2 separate regions of the Drosophila melanogaster genome follow, and region 2 is linked to region 1. A link is a contact called in public Hi-C data. All regions are on one chromosome and are shown on one strand. The core of a region is the stretch at or near the end of the contact, and the rest is flanking DNA. Distances in the headings are between cores, read along the strand shown. Region 1 holds the start of CG43844. Region 2 holds the start of Eip93F (Ecdysone-induced protein 93F).

Region 1 (6,632 bases), core at 2,435-4,934:
CAGTTGCACCAAGCTCATCTTCTCGGCCACCTCGGCGGCACTCATGGCATCCGGCATATCCTGTTTGTTAGCGAAAATCAGCACGGGAACTTGCTTCAACCGATTGTCCATGAGCATTTCGAATAGTTCACTACCCGCCTCGGGCAGGCGAGTCCGATCTGTACAGTCAATTACATAGATCTGAAATAATCGAAACTATTAGCTAACAGAATTGAGTTTAGATCTATAACAATCCTACCAGCACATCAGTATTCGCAAAATAGTTCTTCCAATATGGACGTATCTTCCATTGACCACCAATATCCCATACATTCAGTTTGAAACCATCGGCTGCCACGGACTTGATGTTAAATCCTGCCGTGGGCGTTACCTGCGGGATTTCACTCCGTATTTTATGGGGAAAACGGAAGAAGTTCGCCGCCTTTATACGCACCGTGGTTATGTCCTCCGATGCCAGCTGCTTCAGTATCGTGGTCTTGCCAGCATTATCCAATCCTAGGAGCAGGATGCGAGCCTCCTTTTCCGGATTGGGTCTCAGTTTACGCAACAGCGATAGCAGACCCTAAAATTTGTAAGCTATTAAGTTGTTGTTTTTTCTACTTAGTTTTTTGAAGGTGTGTTATTCTAGCACCTGATTACCAGTATTAGTCTAGACTCGGTAGTATCCTCTGGTCTATCTTTGAAATTTTGAATAACAATCTACATTTGGTAGTTTATAAACTTGTAAAATTGTTAATAAATATATGTGTTTTTATAAATGCAACATATGCTTGTAAACACACATGTTTTGTTATTATCAATGTTGTTATCAATAAAGACGATGTAAAGTTGTAAAAAAAAAACTTGCAATTAAAACGTTCTCTTAGTGATAGAATGCAAAAAGCTTATCAACAGGTGAACTTTACAAACATATTGTTGGAATTGAGATAAGGGCTCGCCAAAAGAAACGACAACAAGGTTGAATGAAATAAAAATGTTTATTGGTAAAAAAATTTGCCATGTTCACTTAAAAATTAAGAACTCTTTTTTCCATTGTGTGCTACAAAAAGCTTATTATGTTTCTTTGTTTTCCGAACCACCAATTTGGTTTTTTTTTTCGAATACCGATAATTACGCGCCTAAAACTTTCGAAGTAGTGCTGAAAAAAGTTCTGCTCTAACAAAAAAGTGTTGTATAGTTTTTGAGGCGGGTTTCCATGGCGACGATCGCAAAATGAAAACAAATCGTGCAATTACGGAACAACAAGGCACTTAATTAGCTGTTACGGAACCGGGAGACAACCTACCATCGTATAATTAACGCGAGAATAACAGCCAGGAGGCGGTGCGATCTCCGACCACTATATCCGTATCTGTATCCCCCCGATTCGGCAATCTGCTCTGGCCGCCCAAGACGGTGTCTTCTGGTGGTCAACTCAGGAAAAGTCGGATAACTTGAGAATTGGATCAACTTCAACCACCAAACACAACATCACTGGCTCGTCGCTGCACAACTACTGAAAACAAAATTCGCTCAACGCTCTAACAAATTCCGACAGCAACAACAACAGCGCCAACGGTCGCCGAGCAACCGCTGCAAAGGATTGTTAGACGGGGGACGTGGTGGGGGTGCGGGTCGAGCGGTATTCGAATTGGAACGGGAACGGGAAGAAGATGCCGCTGCTATTTACGGGCTTCAACGCATTTGGCCAGCATGAATGTGTAAGCGGCGACGTCGACTGCGCAGCCGGCTTCAGCGGTTTGTAACCGGCAACAAAAGCCGCCGATCACTTAGTTGCTACAGTAGGCACTCGCTATAGAACTCGCTGGGATGCATGCAGCTTATACCATTTTTACAATTCTAATTCTATCTTATAAAACTGAATCCGATTTAAGCCAGATGAATTTTTAAGATTTCATGTTTAAAATAGAGTATAGTGATTTTCAGGTGAATATATACGTAGGACATTAATCCATAAAATTCTTTGCATATTCATATTCATGCATTGGATATAGACTGCATTTTAATTGACAGTTATAGGGTAAATTACACATCGGTACTTGGTGCCAACTGCATTTTTTGATTGGCCAAATACATACATAGCAATGAAATTGATAAACTAATAACTTAGACAAAATCTTTTTAGGGGGCTTCCACCGTATGTATGTATGTGTACTAATTCAGTTCTGCCTTTATTACAGAATTAAATGCGCCAGTCTCGACTCAGAACCAGTGCACGATTTCGATCGGCTGGCGGTATGCGGCCCTCGCTTTTGGCCGGAAGTTGTGCCTGCGTGGGCTCTTGGATGATGGCCCAAATGAGTGCGTGACCCTGGAAGCAACGGGGAACATAAGGGCCCTTGCCGCTGCCGATTCCCACTGCCTGGTGCTACTCCAAAGCGGTCAGCTTTACAGGGTGCAACCAAAACTGCAAGCGGAACTGGTGGCTGTTAGACTAGAAGCTGCTCCCAGATCCAATTCGGGTACAAAGCGCTCTATCTTTGGGGCTGCCAAGGCGCCTTCGTCGCCGATCATAGAGCATATTGCATGTGGATCGCACATAAACGTAGCGATAAGTTCGGAAAACTGTGTCTACAGCATTCCCAGCTGCCTGCATCAGTTTTCCGAGCGCCAATTTCGGGTGAAGCAGCTCCAATGCGGCCATGAACATGCCGTGCTCCTCAATGCCAATGGCGACGTGTTCACCTGGGGAAATGGACTGTAAGTAAAGGTCATAATGAATGCGTTGGCTGTGCAGAAATGCAGCCTATAAATATTTACATATTCTGGTTTTAAGATATTTAGATATTAGCGAGTTTCTTATTCTAATTCCTAACAATTTTTTTCACTTCTATGTCATAATTAACAGACGCGGACAGTTGGGTCTGGCGGAACTGAGAGTGGAGGAGACGCCTCAATTGCTGGAGGCGCTGGCGGGGATCAAGGTATATATATATTTGACTTGTCCACTTATCTTGTCTGTCACACATTCAAGTGCCTTGCAGATAACTCAAATTGCTGCCGGTGGTTGGCACAGTGCGGCCATATCCGCCTTTGGAGACCTCTACACCTGGGGCCTCAACTGCAGCGGTCAGCTGGGATTGCGTGTGATGAAACCCGGTGGCGTCCTCAAAGAGCCCACTGTATTTCCGCTGCCCCAGTTGCAAGATCTGCCCGAATGTGCCTGCTCCCAAAGCGGGGAGAGCAACGATGATTGCGCACCGCTGAGGGTGTTTGCTGGATCTCGTCACACTCTGCTGATCCGCCGATGCGGGCGGCTATGGGTCAGTGGTTGGTGCAAGCACGGTCAACTTGGCAGGCAGCTCCAAGACCTGTCCTATGTGGATGCTTTTCAGGCCCTGGAAGGTATCACGATGAACCCTACTGTGGATGATGTTCTCTGTGGGCCATGGTCAACGCTGCTCCATTTGAAGGTAACGTTGGATTGAAGACACATACATATGTACCTTTTAAAATGGCTTCACTATTAAATCTACTGAATTGAACACAGCTTGGACACAAACCAATTTACATGTCAACTTGGTTGCCTTCATGTAAAATGTATTGCCACACATTTTACTTGACTTTTATCTACTTTGTATATATGTACAAAATACGTTGTATGATGAGTAATTTAACATTTGTATTATATTGCATATATTACCAACTTATGTAGATAAGTAGGCATTGGAATAAGTGTTTCCCCACTATTTTAGTACTTTTAAATTACCAAAGACAGGCTGGATGAGCGGATTGCCCTTGAGCATGGCGTAAGTTAAGAAGTATGCAGGATCAGAGTCGTTGGCCTGTAAGAAACTTCCTCATTCCCAGTCCCAGTATATTCTTTATTCTAATATGGCGTATCACCGTGCAAATGATGTATCCATACGGATACATGGACTGTTCGCTGCAGGACGCGTTGGATAATGAGTATCTGGTATGGAACAAGGGCGATCACCGGGAAAATCAAATGATGCTGATAAGGGAAACCGTTCAAACCACACTCCTGCTCGTGCTAATGATAGAGGTGATGCTGACGTTCAATATTCCGATTCCGATGGTCATAGGCGCCGGAATATAGTCTCGGCTCTGAACTCTGTTCCCGCCTTATTGCTATAGAAGCTCTATAGCTACAGTCCGTTTATTGTCCCATTAAAACAAGAGTGCTCAAATAATTTCGTCTTGGGGTAGGACCGCCATTGTGTCAACGTTCGTCGACTTTGTCGTTGTCGTCGCTGCACATTTAATCAGTAAATTTTATTTTTAAAAATGGTATTAAACAATATTTGCCATAGCAAAAGTCCGACGCTCGCAGTGCAATAAACTTTTCAGCACTTGAGCCGTTCGCCTGACTAAATGACTGATTGACTGACCGACTGATTGACTGACTGACTGACTGACCGACTGATTGGTTGGAATTTCTTTTCTTTGTTTTAACTTTAACTCGGCGCGATTATTTCGATTTCGTGGAAGTGCGTTACTTGCAAAGGTTTTGATAGGAATTTTATGCGTCATATACGGGATATATTCGATACGATAACAGTTCAATTGATTCGACTGGGAAATGCTCATTTCGATTGCTTATAACTTCTTAAAGAGGAATTTTTATGAAAACTGTACGCTTCTGAGATTGGATTTTTAGCTGATTATAAAGCCATATATGTAGATATATTTATACTAAAATTGAAGTATGTTTTTTCCAATTTTTCGAAGAGAATTTTATACAGTTTCTAATAGATTTTTTTTCGAAATTTGCATTTATTATAGTCAACATCTACCGTTGCCGATCCTATAGGCGAATTTTCCGCTTTATGGTCCGCGATCGAGTTCAACGCTTTTATGTTATTTGCCAAATGAAAAAGTAAAAACAAATGTTTATCTTATAATGCACTGGGTGGCAGGCAGTTCAGTGCAGTTCTGGCGACACGCACACATGTGGTGCGTAAACAGGCTTTGCTTTTGGGTCTTACACTTCATTTCTTATTTTTCCGTTTTTAACTTGGCAAATATTGTTATCATCGAAAAAAGAAAACACCCGGTACAAAATAAGCAATAAAGTGGGGAGGCTTGTCACTTTTAGGTCGCAAAACTATTTGCTGCTAGAAATTGCCACCGCACGGTGACTAAGAGATAGAGAGAGAGAGAGAGAGTCAGATGAGTCCAGAAAGAGATGGCCAGATCACCGGGGAGTTCAAGCGCCTTGCTCAAGGCAATTGCTGTCTGCAGCTTATCAGGGCAACTGAAACCACTCCATGCAGCAAGTACGAAAAAGTGCTAATTGTAAGCCCCCCCATTTCCACAGGGGCTCTCTTTTTGTTACTCGAAAATTGTAATTCATGCGTGCCAGCAGACGCCAAAGTTTCAACAGAACTCAGTCAATCATAACCAAAAACGAATAAAAAAAACAACAGGAACAAAAAGTGCCCAAGAACACTCCTCTTTGGCCTGAAAGTTGTCTGCACCTTCGGTTTGGGGAGTGTTTATGTTTGCCCTCTGTCCAGGGGGAGATCCCTCCTCCAAGTGCGTGCCAGTCCGCATGCAACGCTGAGCAAGTAGTGGCCACCAGTAGCCGATTGGCAGTCAGATCCATGTCCATGTCCAGAAGCTGAACCATCAACACCCGCCTCGATAAAACCGCAGGGAACGCACGAAAGCGGCTTAATGTTAGATAAATTATTCTATTTTCGAAATTAATTTGACTTCTTCCCCGCCTAATATGTACATATATGCAAGAAACTAAAATAATAATATAGACAAAATGGATTAGAGAATTAAGCTCCTTAGATCTGATAAGAAAGCTTAAAATTTCATTTTATAATTTAACTTTGAATTTATTATATTTTAATCGCCTTAATGAGTATCCACTGTACTTGCATAGGCCATTTTTGTGAGCATTGCGCGAATACATCATCGCTGGCCAATTCCCATTCCCACTCCCATTTCCTGACCTGCGTATCTTCGCTAGGCTGTTTTGGCCAGGCCAACACATGTTCGTGTTGACTATCTGTGTGTGCCCACCGCTTATTTGCTTTTGGGCGTACATTGAACCGCAATGGGGCCAGAACGCGGCGCCACCCCCAACTAATCATCACTTTGTTGCTGCGTTAATGACTCGCCTTGGATTTGCCAGCGCCAATTCCCTTTGGAGCTACCCATTTAAGTGAATGCACCAAAAAAACACAAAATGTTGAGAGGCATGCCACACAGGGAAAAGGAAGTCGTGTTGGAGAGCGTGTTCCCAAAACGTTTTGGCATCCCAAATGGATGTCGGGCGCTCCGGCTCCTTCCCTATCACTCAAAGTGCCATAAAAATTATGCATGAATGTATTTGCTTCATTTCTGCACTTGTTTTTTTTTTTTGTACTTTCTAACCAAATATAAAAGTGCCGCACCCCCCGAAAAAAAGCAAAAATCTAAAAAAAAGGGAGTACGAAAATGAAACGAATGCAGAAGCGTCGCATTTTTACGGCTCCATTCATGTGACGACGAAAGTGTCAAGTGGCTGTTGGCAACTCGTCGTCGACGAGCAAAACTTCCCAACCTTCCCACCCAAAAAAAAAAAAAAAAAAAGTGGGAAAACCATACCCCCTCCAACCACCCACTTTTCCTGGGCGTCCTTTTCGTCAACGTCGCCTCTGTGCATCGAAAATGCC
Region 2 (6,978 bases), core at 1,805-4,304, 60 kb after region 1:
GATTGCAGTTCAACTCGGCTTGCAGCTCAGCTTTCAATGCCCGTGCATACCGTGCGTTTCATTATAGACTGCACATGTGTGCGTGTGTGTGAGTGTGTGCGTTTTGCCTGCTGCATTTTTCATTATGCAAAAATTGCATACCATTTTTTTTTTTTGGGTACTTTTTTCCGATTTTTGTTTGCTTTTTTCGAAATGCATTCAACACAAATTGCACGTTTTGGTTCGTGCATCTTTTGTGTACAGAATGCAATTGCATTGGGGTGGATTTTTCAGTTGTGCAGTATCTCTCCCCCCTTTGCCCATCATTTCAACGACATTTTCGGGGGTTTTTGTCGCATTTGCTTACGTGGTTTTAATTTTAATTGCTTGGTCCGTCATTCATTCATTTTTTTTCCATATTTCGCTGCGCCTCCGCTGCACTTTTTCCTTTCGACAAGTTCGGGTCGTGTGCATGTTGTCGCCGATTTTATCTTTTGTAAATACAGCAATTATATGTGTTCCTTGATGGCGACATTATGTTTTGAAGTTCTGCTTTTTTCGGCTGCTCCTTGTTTTCGTATTGGTTTTTTTCTTTTCCTTTTTCGGGCATACTTGTGCCGAGTGCTTAAGTGCTTGAGAGGATGACGACGACTGGAGTTTCATAGCGGATGTGGGCATCAATCTGGGCCAGGGGTGGGCAGGACTTCAAGCTCAAAGGATAATTATGCAAGAGCGTATTTTGGTAGCTTTTCTGATTCACCGGAAGATGCAATTTAAAGCGGACGGTAAGTCCTTGAGAGTTCCTTTTTTCGATCAAGTGATTATCGTCGTATTTTGTCATGAAATAATATTTTATTCATATGGTCTCAATAACACTTTTTAATTGATTTGCAAATGTTAAATAAGCTTAGGTATCAATTTTCCCACCCCAATTTTGTCACTCCTCCCCAACCACACAAATGTCAGAGCTGTGCAAACCAGCTTCAAGGTCATTTGTGAGCGCAATTAAATGCACAAATATTTCGCTTATTAGAATAGCATTCGAAAAAAGCAATTGTGCCACAGCAAATAAAAACCAAAACAAATTACAAAACAGCAGAAAAAAAAGCGAAACCAACTAAACAATTACTATTTTTATTATACACGAATTTTGTTTCTTTCATTTACAATCATGCAAACACAAACAGCAAAAAAAAAAAAGCGGCACAAAAATTACAACGAAATTTTCGCATTAATTGAGGGACCTTGAAACCAGTCACGACTCAAAATTCTGGCAGAGACCAGGGGCCAGGCCCAGAGTATATCCCCCCAACAGCCCCTCAGTTGCCCCTCTTCTAGTTGCCCCTTCACCGCCCACATCTCATTCTCCATCGGTCCGGTCCATAAGTTGTTCCAGTCAACGCCAACGCCAAGTCAACGCCGAAAAAACTGCACAAAAAATAAGGAAAATAATAACAATAAAACTAAAAATATTTTCGTCTACAATGACATGCAATTGAGTCGCTGCAAGTCGACTCGAATTGCAGTCTGTTCTCAGTCGGTCATTTCCTCAGTTGGTCAGTCAGTCCGGTCGTCAGTTTCCCAGTTGTTCAGTCGCTAAGGTGCGCAATCAGTTCCTCGTTGGGGCTTTTGGTTAATAATAGGTACTCACTCAGTTTCTCAGTCAGTCAATGGGTAATTTTGGGGTTAGTCAGGCTATATTAAAGGCGATTATCTTATGTCTTGACAAAATGACTTTAATATAAAGTCTTGAAGTTCTTAGCAAACATAATTAGCTGGAAATGGCCTTATGAAAAATGTCAAAAATTTGACGATTTTTGATAACTCAAATAAAAATAACTATAAGAGAAGTCTGTGGGTTGGTATAATTTATAAGGCTTAACAAAGGTATTTGGGTTATAGAACTGATACGATTGTTTACTAAAAATAAGCTGTCTACTTTTACGACCCTCGAGTAGTGCACTATAACGATTCCCGGAAAAATGCAACGCTTATCTGGGCTCCAACCCAATTATCGATCGCTCAATCCTTGGGGGTCACCATCCATAGATCCTTTCCCGACTCTCTCACAAAAATCGCAATTCTTCAAAGTGGCAGCCCAAATGAATTATTTTAGTTTTCAGTACGCTCTGGCACTCGACATTCGCACCGAAAAAAGTGAAAAAACGAAAACAATACGAAAACAAAAAAGCTCAAAACCAAAATAAAAACTAAAAAAGTGCATGTGCAACGGTAGCCTACGTATTCCTCCCGCCGATTTCCGCGTGCCCCGCCGCTCCCCCGGCCGAGAAGAGCCTCCGTTGTGGGAAGTGGATGTGGAATATATAGACGTATAGCCGGCTCGGATCGGTTTGCTTCGTCGCTGGCCGCCAGTTGCATTTCGAGCGGTGAGTGAGCGCCTCCAGTGCCGAACGCTGGCGATTCGGACGCGGACCTAAAATCGAAAACCCACCAAAACTGAGGCTGAGCAGAAAGAAAAAAAAAATGAAATGCAAGCACCACTACTGGCAGCGAATCGTTGCAAATTTTTACAAACTCGAGAACAAAATGCTGCTTGAATAAAAAAATATGTGTGAAATTCTCAGAGAGCGTGCATTATGCATATGTGTGTGTGTGAGTGCGAGTCTCTGTGTGTGTGTGTGTGTGTGTGTGCAATTAAAAATTGCACTGTACTTGCTCTTGGCCTTTCCCGCGACTTGAGCGGAAAATCCAGCGCTCTCTGGGCCACCATTTTCTTTTTCTTCGCTTTTTTTCCAACGTCTACTTCTAGCCTCTTGCTGCTGTGGCTCTCTGTTAACCAATTTCGCTTTTAGCCTTTTTTTACCGGCTGCCATGAATGAAGGCACCCATACAGTTGCACGCAAGCCGGCTAACTCGCTCTCCCAACCTCTCGTTCTCTCTCCCTTCCGCTCCCTCTCGCTCTCATTGAGTGAGTTCTGCGAATGCACTTTTTGGCCGAGTGGAAATGCTGGCTTGCTTGTGTGCGTGAGTGCATCCGCTCGTCGAACGCGACTGCAGCGGTCTGCTCAGCTGTGGCAGCAGGCTGGCTTTAGCTTTATTGTCCGTCGGCTCGAGCGGTTCGCTTCGGTCCCGGCCCCGCTGATTTGGATTTGGATTCGGATTCTCGGTTTCTCGGTTTCTCGGCTTCACGCTTCCTCGGATTCTCGGTTTCTCGGATACTTGGCTACTCCGATAGTGGGATATTCTCGCCAGACTCGGCTTCTCTGCGAGATTCTCCATTCTCCTCACTGCCCAGACGGGCGATTCTTGTGCCCGACCGATTTGGGTTCGGATCGAAGGCGGCGTTCGCTGCTGCAGCGTTTGCCGGCGTCGCTGCCTGCGCTCTTGCGTATTAGTAACGTCGGTCTGTCAGTGTCAGTTGTTGTTGTTGTTGCTTGTTTGTTGTTGACGCTGGTCGCGGTGTGCGAATTTTTATTTATTTTCTACTCACACACACATACACAGACAGACACACACACACACGCACACGCACATGCACACTACCTTTAACATGCTTCCTCTTCCCGAGCGAAAACAACAACAACAGCAACTGAGAGAAAAACCTTTAACGTGCGTTTTTCTTATGACAAAAATTTTTTAGTTGACATGCCAGGCCACTAAAAACGAAAAAAAAAAATAAAAAAGTAAAAAGAGCTGAAAATGCAAAAGTGCTGTGACAACCACAAATAAATGATAGAAGGAAAAAAGTTTAATACATTAAAAACAAATACCACAAACAAAGTCAACGTTTTCATCGTACTGCAAAAAAACCACAAATTTTTTACATATTTACATTAATGAGCTTGTAAATATTGGGACGCATTGCCACGAAAAGTGAGTAAGAATTCTTTTTTAATCATTCCATTTATGTACATACATCAGAATGGGGAAAAAATTCATGAGCCAGCACTTTTGGGTTCTTTGTAAACATTACAAAAATTAATTAAATCATGTATGTTTCAATTAAATGTATTTTTTGTATTATAAAAATTGCATTTTGTCCTCACTCTCTCTCTCTCTCTCTTAACGGCTTACTAATTATCCTCAGTGTAGATATTTTCTTATCAATTCGGGTAGCGTATTTTCTGGGATTTCCCTGAATTATGTAGCTCCATTTGCATTATAATTAAATAACTAAGTTTACTAGAACTAACTAATGGGTGATTTATGCAAAAAATCAAATAACAAAATACTTGAGTGCTAAGTGTATAATTTAAATTACCCTGCATTAGTTTACAAAGAACCTTTCCGGATTTTCCCCAACTGCAACAAGTTTTTGAGCTGTATAGTTATTATTATACCTATGCCGTATCATGCATTTTCCAATTGTTTTGGGATCGGTTCCGTTGACTAAATCGGATGACTCTAAATGCCTGTGATTCATCTTAAATGATTGCACTGATTTGCTCACTTTCAAGATGTTCGTTGCTCATAAGAAATAATAATAGATCATTCTAGAATAGGGAATAATTTGATAAGAACTTATATGCGCCTTCGCTAAGTAATATTGAAAGAGGTAATTAAAGTCTTGTTACTCAAATGTATAGCAATTCGCGAAAATCAATCGAGTGTTTATGAAAAGCTGAAAAACTTTCCATCGTCTCAAGAAATCAACACAATTGCATTCGGAAGCCCAACAAGTGCCTCTAATGGGTGTATAGATACCACTGCCCCCTTCCAGCACCATCGTTATATTTGCTTTTCCAAACAATCTGTCACCTACAATGGACTTGAATGGGTTTTCCTTTATGAGGCACAAAAAAAAATACGCGGAAATCTTAACGACCAATTAATGCGCAAATATAAATGTCAACTTGAAATTTATTGAATTTGAATGAAAAATAATATGTATATATAACAATTAAAAAATAAAATAGAGAAAGACAAATGAAGTGGATGCGAATTAAGTGCGAGCGAATAATAAAAATTTCTAATTAATGCGCTTCTAATTTCAAGTTGACAGACGGAAAGCACTGCGCTTGATGTTTTTATTATTATTGTTTTTATATATGTAGATATTTCGCCAAGTGATTCGCTTTGTGCACAATTGCATTTGATTTCGAATAATTCATTTGCGGCGATTTATGACACAGTCTGACTGCCACATAGACGGAAAAAAATAAGACAATGAATCAGTCGATGGTATAAGGGGGATATAAAAGTGGGGGCAGACTGATGTGTCGCCCACGCGTCGCAATTTTCTTTTCACTCGCCGTTGTCCTTGAGGCTTTTCCGCATTTCACGACGGCGACAAGTTTTTAGCTTTAAATTGCCGCCGAGGCGACAGAAGCCAAGATGGATTGAAATTTAATTTCATGTTCTCAAATTGATTTGTGCGGATATCCATTAGTCATCCCGGCTTCTAGCCGCTGGCTTCTGGCCAGGATTAGCATTAGACGGGAGTGCAACAGGCGGGCAACATGCAACACACAGTCATCTGACTACCAGTCTGCCTTTCTTGGTGTGTGTGTATGTGTGTGTGCTGCACGTAAGAAACGAGTTATTGGAACAGGTTCATGACCTTGACCATCAACACAAGGCAGCAGCAACAACACGAGCAACACGGGCAACATCAGCGGCACAACGGCAATTGCAACACGGCCTCCTCATCTCGCCTCCTCCGGCAGACAAAAGGAAGTGGTTGCATCTGCATTTGCATTCGCCATTGTTCGCCTTGGATTGGATTAGATGTTGCAACAACAACAGCAGCAGCAAAAGCAACAGCAACAAGTTGCTGCCACTCCGGGAAGTCGGGCAGTAGTCGCCATGCATTTATCGCTCACTGAGTGAGTGACTCACACTCCAAAAGCCAAAAGGGTCTAGTGGGTCTATGTACATCTACGCTCAGGGAAATGCGTGATTCACTTTTATGGAAACTAAAAAGCCTGCACTTCTGTGAGTTGCCATTATATATATATATCAACTTTTATCGAAATTATGCATGCGTTTTGAGTGAATTTACCGCAACTACGCTTACTTTGAAATAATTAGGAATAAATTCAAAAAGACTACTTATATATTCAGCTTAGTTGTGGTGCTAATGTAATATGCATAATTATATCTCCTCATTTAGTAGAGAAATAATAGGTACAACTACATCAGTACTTTAAATAACCCTGATACTTTTGATTAATTAAGTAACTACACACTTAAAATGCTATATTTTGCCTTAAAAATTGGCTTAATTCTAAAATCAACTTAAAATTGTACGCAAATTGCTAACAACGAAATCCGACAGAGCTTAGTGTGATTTCAGTATTACCCCAATCCTCGTGTGGCTGGGAAAATGTTGTGAAAAAGAAACTGTTGCTCTGCTCGAAAGGACGCAGGATGGGTGTGTGGATGGGGGGATGGGGTATGGCTCCTGCAATTGGGAGGCTTTGGATTTTTTTGTGCTTATTTTTCGTATTTCGCTTCTTTCTCGCAGTTTTTTTTCGCATCTTCCTCATGCCACGCCACTATATAGTTTATATAGTTTGGTTGGATGGTGGGGCCACTGGAAGTGCACTGGAAGTACATAGCTGGTGCAACAGGCAGTTGTTGTTTCTAGCTGGCCGAGGAGATTGGGCTATGCTCCACATAGAAGGCGTGTCCCAAACGAGGATTCGGATTGGGAAGAATGAGGAACAGAGGAGCAAAGGAGCAAGGAGCAACGTGCAGAGGGGCAAGTGGGCAGGGGGAGGAAATGTTTTTAATTTAACTTTGGCCATGTCAAATCCCCTACGCAAAGAAAAGCTGAAAAACACTGGGCAACAGGTGGGGAAGACAATGGGAGTTGGTCAATTATGATTATGGCTTCCTCATTCCGCAGCCGCGACTGTAAAGTTTAAACAGCGCGGCGACCTTAATAGAGCCAATTGTGTGACGGCCATTGCGTTTGGCATTCCCCGCATTGTTGTCCAAAAACAAAATCGATATTTTCCATATGCATAAACACAATTGAACAAACAATTTTTAGGCGAGTGCAGCAACAGCGCACCGGCAATGCCAAACTGCCAT

Evidence for each region. A called contact is a pair of places that touch in the nucleus more often than the background predicts.
Region 2: a contact with region 1 is called in a Hi-C map of the Kc167 cell line, with 2.3 times the contacts expected there. The contact joins the promoter of Eip93F here to the promoter of CG43844 in region 1. A contact is called at or near these places in 42 of 107 Hi-C or Micro-C datasets (the Clone 8 cell line, the D17-c3 cell line, the Kc167 cell line and 19 more) and 1 of 6 datasets of contacts at active chromatin or transcription factors (the Kc167 cell line).

What each region holds. Positions count from the first base shown.
Region 1 is chr3R:21,885,855-21,892,486 of dm6, forward strand. CG43844 reads left to right here and starts at 3,685. Exons shown (of 1, transcript NM_001316613.1): 1 at 3,685-4,317. The coding sequence starts at 3,764. The coding sequence ends at 4,060. It overlaps CG6678, which reads left to right and starts at 1,175. Exons shown (of 5, transcript NM_142739.3): 1 at 1,175-1,737; 2 at 2,181-2,700; 3 at 2,849-2,924; 4 at 2,985-3,413. The coding sequence starts at 1,653. dnd (dead end) reads right to left here and starts at 1,501. Exons shown (of 4, transcript NM_142738.3): 1 at 1,286-1,501; 2 at 434-562; 3 at 239-370; 4 at 1-180. The coding sequence starts at 1,288.
Region 2 is chr3R:21,946,060-21,953,037 of dm6, forward strand. It overlaps Eip93F (Ecdysone-induced protein 93F), which reads left to right and starts at 3,055. Exons shown (of 7, transcript NM_001104395.2): 1 at 3,055-3,343; 2 at 3,581-3,813.